Regions from separate parts of the Canis lupus genome. Here region 1 is linked to region 2. Evidence: chromatin contacts called from public Hi-C data. All regions are on one chromosome and are shown on one strand. Each heading gives the region's core, a stretch centred on a gene start, on an enhancer-like site or on the middle of the called end of the contact. The rest is flanking DNA. Distances are from core to core; before and after follow the strand shown. Region 1 holds the start of TCP11 (T-complex protein 11 homolog). Region 2 holds the start of PACSIN1 (protein kinase C and casein kinase substrate in neurons protein 1).

Evidence for each region. A called contact is a pair of places that touch in the nucleus more often than the background predicts.
Region 1: a Hi-C map of blood shows a contact between it and region 2, with 3 times the contacts expected there. The contact joins the promoter of TCP11 here to the promoter of PACSIN1 in region 2. A contact is called at or near these places in 3 of 9 Hi-C or Micro-C datasets (amygdala and blood).

What each region holds. Positions count from the first base shown.
Region 1 is chr12:4,481,596-4,485,895 of UU_Cfam_GSD_1.0, reverse strand. It overlaps TCP11 (T-complex protein 11 homolog), which reads left to right and starts at 2,188. Exons shown (of 9, transcript XM_038553831.1): 1 at 2,188-2,248.
Region 2 is chr12:3,930,993-3,934,975 of UU_Cfam_GSD_1.0, reverse strand. PACSIN1 (protein kinase C and casein kinase substrate in neurons protein 1) reads right to left here and starts at 2,113. Exons shown (of 10, transcript XM_038553792.1): 1 at 2,093-2,113.

The DNA.
Region 1 (4,300 bases), core at 939-3,438, 550 kb before region 2:
TGACCCTGGGAAAACTCTAGCTCTGGCTTTCTCTCCTACCCCCATCCTTTACTCCCTTTCTGGCTTCAGTCCCTACCCCCACCCACCCCCACATGCTCCCACACTGCTTTTCTTCCCACTGCCCCTTCCAGAGCATTCGGGTATTAAGAGGGCACTTAAGGAGGCTGTGTAATGTATATCAATGAACTGCTGGAGGTAATTTCAGACATCAGCAAGAAAAGCTTTATGGCAATGCCATTTTTGTGGGCAAATGAACTGGTGTTATTCTGGAAACTTTCTCCCAGAATAAAACGCCCAAACAGAGATCTGTTTTTTGTTTTGTTTTGTTTTGTTTTGTTTTGAGGAGACCCAGCCAAAATAACTCCTATGTAATAATGAAAAATCATATTTTCATTGAATTCTTTGGTGAACTCAGACAATTCCCCTCCCTTCTGAGTTTGCGGTGAAGACCTGCCTGCTTGCTTCACAGTTAACATCTCTGCGGGAAATACCAGGAAAGGTTGAGGAGGGGGTAAGGGGCAGGTTTAACATGTACAGGATTAAGAACCCTTCAGCTGAACGGTAATTTACTAGGCCGTTCCCCTCATATCTTCTTTGACCTCAGAGTGGACTTTTAAAAAAAAATATTTTATTTATTTATTCATAAGACACAGAGAGAGGCAGAGACCCAGGCAGAGGGAGAAGCAGGCTCCGTGCAGGGAGCCAGAAGCAGGACTCGATCCCAGGACTCCAGGATCACAACCTGAGCTGAAGGCAGGCGCTAAACTGCTGAGCCACCCAGGGATCCTAGAGCGGACTTTCTTATGCAGAAATGTGTGTTCAGGGACCCGCGGCTGGTTCAGTTAGTAGAGCACGCAACTCTTGATCTCTGGGGTTATGAGTTCAGACCTCATGTTAGGCATAGAGAGGAAGGCAGGCAGGCAGGCAGGAAGGAAAAAAAGTGTTCTTGGGCCTCTTCATGATCCTCTCCCTCAAAACGCGTATGTTGTGCAAGAAAAATCCACATTGCACACTAACAAGGCAAAGGTTATAATAAGAACTTGATACAGGCAATGATTTCATCTTATGTTTTAGCTTATTTATTCATGAGAGACACACAGAGAGGCAGAGACACAGGCAGAGGGAGAAGCAGGCTTCATGCAAGGAGCCCGACTCGGGACTCGATCCTGGGACTCTGGGATTACGCCCTGGGCTGAAGGCAGAATGTTTAATCACTGAGCCACTCAGTCGCTCTATTTTATTCATTTTTTTAAAAGATTTTATTTTTTTATTAGAGACACATACACACAGAGAGGCAGAGACACAGGCAGAGGGAGAAGCAGGCTCCATGCAGGGAGCCCGACGTGGGACTCGATTTGGTCTCCAGGATCATGGCCCAGGCTGAAGGCGGGGCTAAACCGCTAAGGCACCGGGGCTGCCCTATTTTATTTTTTTAAAGCAAGCTTTTGTTGTAAGAAATCAAGTCCGTTAATAAAAAGGGATAGGAGAGTACAGCGGACACTTCTTTTCGTCCCCCACCCCCCGAAGTACAGTGATCGTTGGAGGGGACAGGGGTCCTAAGTCACTCCAGGGGCAACAGCCGACTCGGGACCGAGACAGGCCCGGGACGGAGCCCGGAGTCCGGGGGGCCAGCCTGCAGGTCCAGGTGAGCCCAGCCCAGGAGTCCAGTGGACGAGCCCACGCTGCCGCCCCGCCGCCACCAACCGGGACCGGCCGGGGCTGGGTTTCCGCGCCTGCCGAGCGCCAGGTAGCGGGGCCTTGCTGGAAAGAAACGACCCTCCCGGGTGCGCTCGTTTCTCGGGTTAGCTGAGCCGCGGCCTCTCCCCTCCCTGAGTGGTTGCAGGTGATCTTTCTCGCGGCGGCCCCGAGATACCAGGCAGGGCCCGGCCGCGGAGCCCACGGCACCCCGGGCCTCAGGGGCTACGCGACACCCAGCCTGAGCCCGGCCGCCCGGGTCCCAGCCCCCGGGCGCGCGGCGGAGCGCGGGGCGGCCACGTGACCCCGCCGGTTGCCCGGGAGACGGGCGGCGCTTTGTTCCCCAAGCCCCGACTGTGCCACCCGGCGGCCCGGCGCGGCGGCGGGGGTGCGCGCGGGGTCGGCCCGGGGCCTCCGCGTCGCCGCGCGGCCCCTCGCGGCCCCTCGCGGCCGCCCGCCCCCCGCCGCCGCGCCGCGGGTGGTACGGTCCGGGCCTCCAGGCCGCGCAGCCGCCACGCCTACCCAGAGCCGGCGGCCGGTGGCCCGGGAGGAGGTGAGCGGCGCGGGGCCGGAGCGCCGAGGGCTCCCCCTGCCGCCGGAGCCGCAGCGGGCTCGAGCCGGGGGTCCCGGGCCAGGAGGGCCGCCCCCCGCGCCGCCCCTCGGGCCCCCGCACCCCGCCGCCCGGCTCCCCTGTCCCGCTGGCCCCCGAGCGGCCCCGGAGCCGCCCGCCTGCTCCCGCCGCGTGGCCAGGCCGGGCGCGCCGGGCGGGGCTCCGCACCCGCGGCGGCAGGTGGAGAGCCCCCTTCCCCGACGCCCACGGCGCGTCCTTTCTCCCCAGTCCAGATTCCATCCGCAACATGCCGGACGTCGAGGACAGAATGCCCCTGACGGACCCGGGCGACGCCGAGTGCAGGTCCTGCAGGCCCGAGACCTCCGCCCCGACCCGGGACGGCGCGAGCGGCGTGGAGGACGCCCCCGCCTGTAGGTCCCGCGCGCCCGCCCGCCGCCGCTCCAGGGCGCCAGGGGTGCGGCCGGGCGGAGGGGAGGGGCCTCGGGCCCGGGGTTCGCCCTCGGCCCCGCCCGCCTCCGCTGCCCCCGCCGGGCGTCTGCTCACGGCTCCGGCCTCCCGCTCGGCCCGCGGGGAGCAGTGACCCAGGCGGCCTTACTTGAGTCGGACGGGGTCTGGGGCCCAGTGCGTTCGCAGCCATCCTTGTCGTTTGAGTTTGCAGGTGGAACTTGAGGGTTTTTAGAGACCCCCGGTGATCCCTGATGGGAATCGCTGGGCGCTTCATGGACTCGCAAACGACTGCCCCGGGCTCTAGTATTTCAGCGTTCCTTCGGGTCCCAGGTCTCTTCCATGCTTCCGTAGGTCTGCCCTCCCCGGGACTCCGGCATCCCTCTTACAGCAGTGCCTCTCGCGAACGTAAACAGGCCTCAGTCCGAAGGCCTCTCTCCACAGGCAGAGTTGACCTCTTGAAGATTGAAACGGCAGAAAGTAGTTCAAGGTCCCGGGGCTACGAGGTTGAAGGACACCGGTTTCTCCTGTAGCCGCATGGGGTCGCTGCTGGCTAACAAAATGGCCCCAAAGTGGCACATCGGGTGCCTGAGGATTTATTTAGATGTGAATGAACCTATTGTAGGGTGAAAGCCAATTTTTTGGTAAATACGGTGTAAACGACTTAAGTTCTTAAGCGGCTGTTTAAATGAATCCATAGGCAAAACAGCCCTAAAATGAGTAACGAAATTCCCCCTTTAAATAAAAAGGAATTTGAAATTTTGTAGGTGAGGTTGACTTGGTTCAGTTACTATATATCGTGTTGAAAATTTCTTTGTTCTTGGGATATGGATTTTAGAAATCTACTTTAGTTGTATTTTACCTCTCATTTCTCTTTGGTCCCTCCCCTTCCCTGAATTTTTATAGAGTTGAATAGTACCGTTCTTGTGAGCGGCCAAACCATCTTGTCAAAGGAGGCTCTGGAGTTTGACTTATAGTTGGAAACTGTTTCTGTGGATAATTTTTCCTTCAGTCCTTCAATAAGCTGCTATATCTCAGTTTCCCGTGGAAGATTTTCTTTTATTTCTGATTAATGAAGTAATGGATTGTCTCTTTACATATTTGACTGTGTTTTGCCATTTTAGCTGAAACCAAAGGCTTCCAAGAGGCTTCAAAAACAAAGGGAACTTCAACTGTCCACTTGAGGCTCAGTTCATCTTTATTTTTACCTAAGCAAGGGCTCAGTGGCTTTTTGGTAAATTTTCAATCACTTTTTACCCATAAATTTTTATTTTAATTTCAAAATATTCAACTTTGTTGAAAAGTAAACTAATCAGTGAATGCCCACATTGTTAACATTCTGTGACATTGCACTCTCTCTCTACATATATGTATAATTTTCCTTTCTTACTGAAAGTTGGAGTCATGGCTTCAAAAATGTGATCATGTATCTCCTAAGAATAAAGGCATTCTCATGTAACCTCTTTTCAACAATAACGCTTTTTCCTTTTTTAAATCTTCTTACTTATGGACAATTTAAACATTTACAAAAGTAGACTAGCGTGAGGAACCATGTTTACTCATTACCCAGCTTCAACAATGATCAACTCC
Region 2 (3,983 bases), core at 864-3,363:
GCTAAGCTTCCCTGGGCCTCAGTCTCCCCCTCTGTAAGGCCAGGACAAGAACAAATTGCAGATGTCTTATCAGCATGGCTGTCAAAGGAGCAACAAGGTGCTGAAGGTCCACATCTGTCGCAGACCCCTGGACCTTTGGCTTCTTCTTCTTCTGGCCTGGGTTCCTCCTCCACACATGGAGTCATGAGATTTGCTCTGAGCTCTCTATGAGGACCCTGGAAGCTGAGGATGGCCTGGCTGGGGCCTTCCCAGACTCCCTGATGCTGACCAGGACTTTCCCATGATCTGAGCTGAGCACCCAAGAGGAAAGTGCCCACTCAAGGGCATGAGGTTAAGCCAGACCTTCACTGGGGCCTTCCCCAAGTTTGGCTTAGACCAGGGCACTCAAACCAGGAGCCCAAAAAGACCCTCTTAGAGCCACTGGGACTGTGACATTTATCTCCAAATGCCATAGTAGCCATCAGCTGCAAGACCAAGAAGGGCCAAAAGGGAACTGTCTGACTTTGGTGGCTCTCCTTCCGGGGGATGGAAAGAAAGCTCAAGAGGAGACTCACTCCCCATCTGCAGGTTGCCAGCTATCTCCCATACTTCAAACCCATTCATTCACTCATTCCACAAACATTTACTTGGTGCCAGACCCTGGCCAGGCGCACAGTCAATGACAGAAATGAATCAAACAGATTCCTATCCCGAAGGCACTTCTGGTCTAGAGGGTGACAGACGCGCCATAAATAACTAAACCACAAGGCGACTAGGTGGGAGAATGCAGGGCAGGAGGCAGGCAGGGATTTCACCGGAGCATCAGGAAGCATCCTGGGGGGGGGGGGGGGGGGGGGGGGGGGGGGCGGGCGGGCGGGAGGCTGTGAGCGGTGATTTGCATGTGATGGGAAGGTCAGGTGGGTAAGGGCCAGAACCTCCAAAGTCATGGACAGACAATTCTGTTTGCACCTCGGCTGTGCCACAGCCAGGGCAATGTGGGTTATTTATGGTTATGCCCGGAGAAAAGCGGCCACATGTGTCACTGCACGTGGGGTGCAGAGCTGGGCTGTGGGGGCGGGGGTGGGTGGGGCTTGAGGCCGGGTCTGGCCAAGCTCCGGGGTCTGCCACTGCGGCCCTCACACCCTGATGACCTTTTAATACATTCACGCCCTCCTAAGGCAAAAAGAAGACGGAGAGGTAGTTCCGACGGGCAGCAAGTGGCCTGGGGGATGGGGAAGAGCGTCGGGAAGAGCGCCGGGAAGACCCCGGCTTCGGCTTCGGCGTCTTTGCAGGCTGTGTAGCATCCCCTCCCCCGCCAGCTACGCGGGAAGGGGCGGACGCACGGAGCACAGGGCGCCTCGGCTGCTGCGCTTCTCTCAGCCCACTCTGGTCCATGAACAGCCGCCGCACCCAGCGGGCACGAGCCCACCCCGCGGGAGCAGCCCGGCCCGGCCGGAGCCTCGGGATCCCCGGGCCCGGGTGCCCGCTCCCAAGGCCCCGCTGCCCGGCGCTTCCCGGGTAAGGCCTCCGCCGCCAGCTGCCTGCCCGCGGGGCCCGGCGCAGGGGCCTCCCGGCACCGCCCGGGTGACGCCCCCGCCCCCGCCCCCGCCCCCGCCCCCGGGGCCCGACCCCTACCTGCGGGCAGCAGCGCCTGGCACCCTCCGCGCGCCGCAGGGCGGAGCTGCGCGTCCGCGGCGGCCTCAAGCCCGGACGACTGCCCGGGGGAAGAGGAAGCTGCGCCGCCGCCGCGTCTCCCCGGAGCGCGGGCTGCGGGGAGGAGGAAGGTCAGAGCGGGGGCGTGCAGCGCCGCGCGGATTAGAGAGGCATTTCGAGCGAGCCAATGGCGGCTCGGCGCAGGGCGGCGCGGTGCCCGCTGAGGAGGCAGCGCCCGGCTTAGCGGCACCCGGGCGGGGGGCGGCTCCCCGGGTCCCGGCCGCCCCCTGCGGTGCTCTGCGGCGGGGCCGCCCCTGGGGTGCTCTGCGGCGGGGCCGCCCCTGGGGTGCTCTGCGGCGGCCGGGCGGGTGCCGGGAGCACCCCCGTGCCTCCTCCCCGCAGCCCTCCTGCGAGCGCGCCCGCGGGGGCACTCTCCCCTCCCCTCGTTGCCCTTCCACACCTTCTGGGACATTCCCCTGGCCCTGTCTGACCGTCCGTCTGTCGGTTGCTGGCCTCCCCTACCCTGCGTCTTCTGGGACGAGAGGGTGCGTGTACGGGGTGCGCGCGCCCTGAGTGACGGCCCCTCCTCTCCCACCCACCCCCGTCCTCCCCCACCAATAGCCGCTCTCCCGGAGGTGCCCCACTGACCCTCAAGGGGCAGCCACTAACCCTCGTGCCTTAGTGTCTGCCGCACCTGCTGTCATGGAGACAGACTCCAGGCCGGCTCCTTGGGGTTCCCTGGGAGGCTTGCGGTGACCCCGAAGGCCCATCGCTCTTCTTGACTTGAACCCCGAGTGTGTCCGGGAGCCTGGAGCCTGCAGGGGGGACTCGGGCAGCTCTCTCCGCTGCAGGTACGTGCAAGGGGCTGATGATTTATTCGACACAAAACAGCACCCTCCCCCTCCCCCCAACAAAAGAAACAACAGCAAATCTCTGCCCTTAGGTAGTTCGCATTTGTCAGGGAAAACAAATGTTGAATATAATAAATAGGATAGAGATATTTTAAGATGGTAGGCACAAAGTAGAAAAATAGAGCCAGTGAAAGGGAAAGATAGAGTGTTCACAGGGCGATTGGATCTGGGACGTTTGTGGGGAGTAGGGGTGGCTGAATTTGACTGTAAGCCCCTCACTAGGCATCCAAACTCTCCTTTGCCACAGACCTCACCACTCTCTGTTGTACACCTGGGCTGGTCACACATATTTCCTGTTATCCCCCTCCCACCCATCCTCACCATAGCACCAAAATTCATGACCCCAGTGATCCAGGGGAAGGCTGAAGAGCAGAGTTTATTCATTCAATTGGAATTCTCTGAGCACTGGGTGCATGGTAGGTGTTAGAGCCTAGAGGAACTCAACACCTAGTTAGGGAGGCCAGACGACAGTACCTACACCAAGGATGACGGGGACAGCCAAAGCCAGCGGACAATGTCCCAGAGAAGGTCAAAGGGCTCTGGTTTAGGGCCATCCAGAAAGGCTTCCTGGAGGAGGCAGCCTTCTAATGGGTGTGCTGGGATTCTGCTGAACCAGATGGGGCGAGAGGCAATGAAGGACTACTGAGACAGGTCAGCAAAGCCAGGAGACATTTGGCAGGTGGCTGGGCTGGGGTCCCAGAGCAGGCTGGACCCCCTCCATGTAAGGGATGTGCTCATGTCTGGAGCTGATGAAATCTCACTTTGCCACCCCAGTCGCCTTCTGTCAACCTGGAATTTCCCATTGCCAGGAGGAAATGTGTTGAGCTTGTGGAGGAGAAAACAGACTTCACTCAGTTGTTTGTTTGCTGGGTAAAAAAGGACATATTGTTGAATCCCTCTGAGGTTCAGCCTCCTTAATAGCTGTGTGACAACTTACTACAGTGATCTATGCCTCAATTCCCTCATTTGGAAAAAGAGACAACCACAGCACCTGTCCCACAGGTCATGTGAATGTTACACAAGACAATAAAGATGAATTGCTTAGCACTTAAGTACTCAGAGAATTTTGTTGTTTTTATCATCATGATAATGACACTTGCTTCACAGAGTTTTTGGAATTAGACAAAGGGTTTAAGGCACCTAGCCTAGTGCCTGAAACATAATAGGTATGTAATAAATCATATATATTATTATCATTAACTATACATACCCCCACATCTCTCCCCTTTGGGTCTCCATGGCGCTGCAAAATTCTCGTTAGAATTTTCTCAATGTGTGGGCAGCCCAGGTGGCTCTAACTTCAGCCCAGGGCATGATCCTGGACCTGGGATCGAGTCCCATGTCAGGCTCCCTCATGGAGCCTGCTTCTCCCTCTGCCTGTGTCTCTGCCTCTCTCTCTCTCTCTCTGTGTGTGTGTGTGTGTGTGTCTCGTGAATAAAT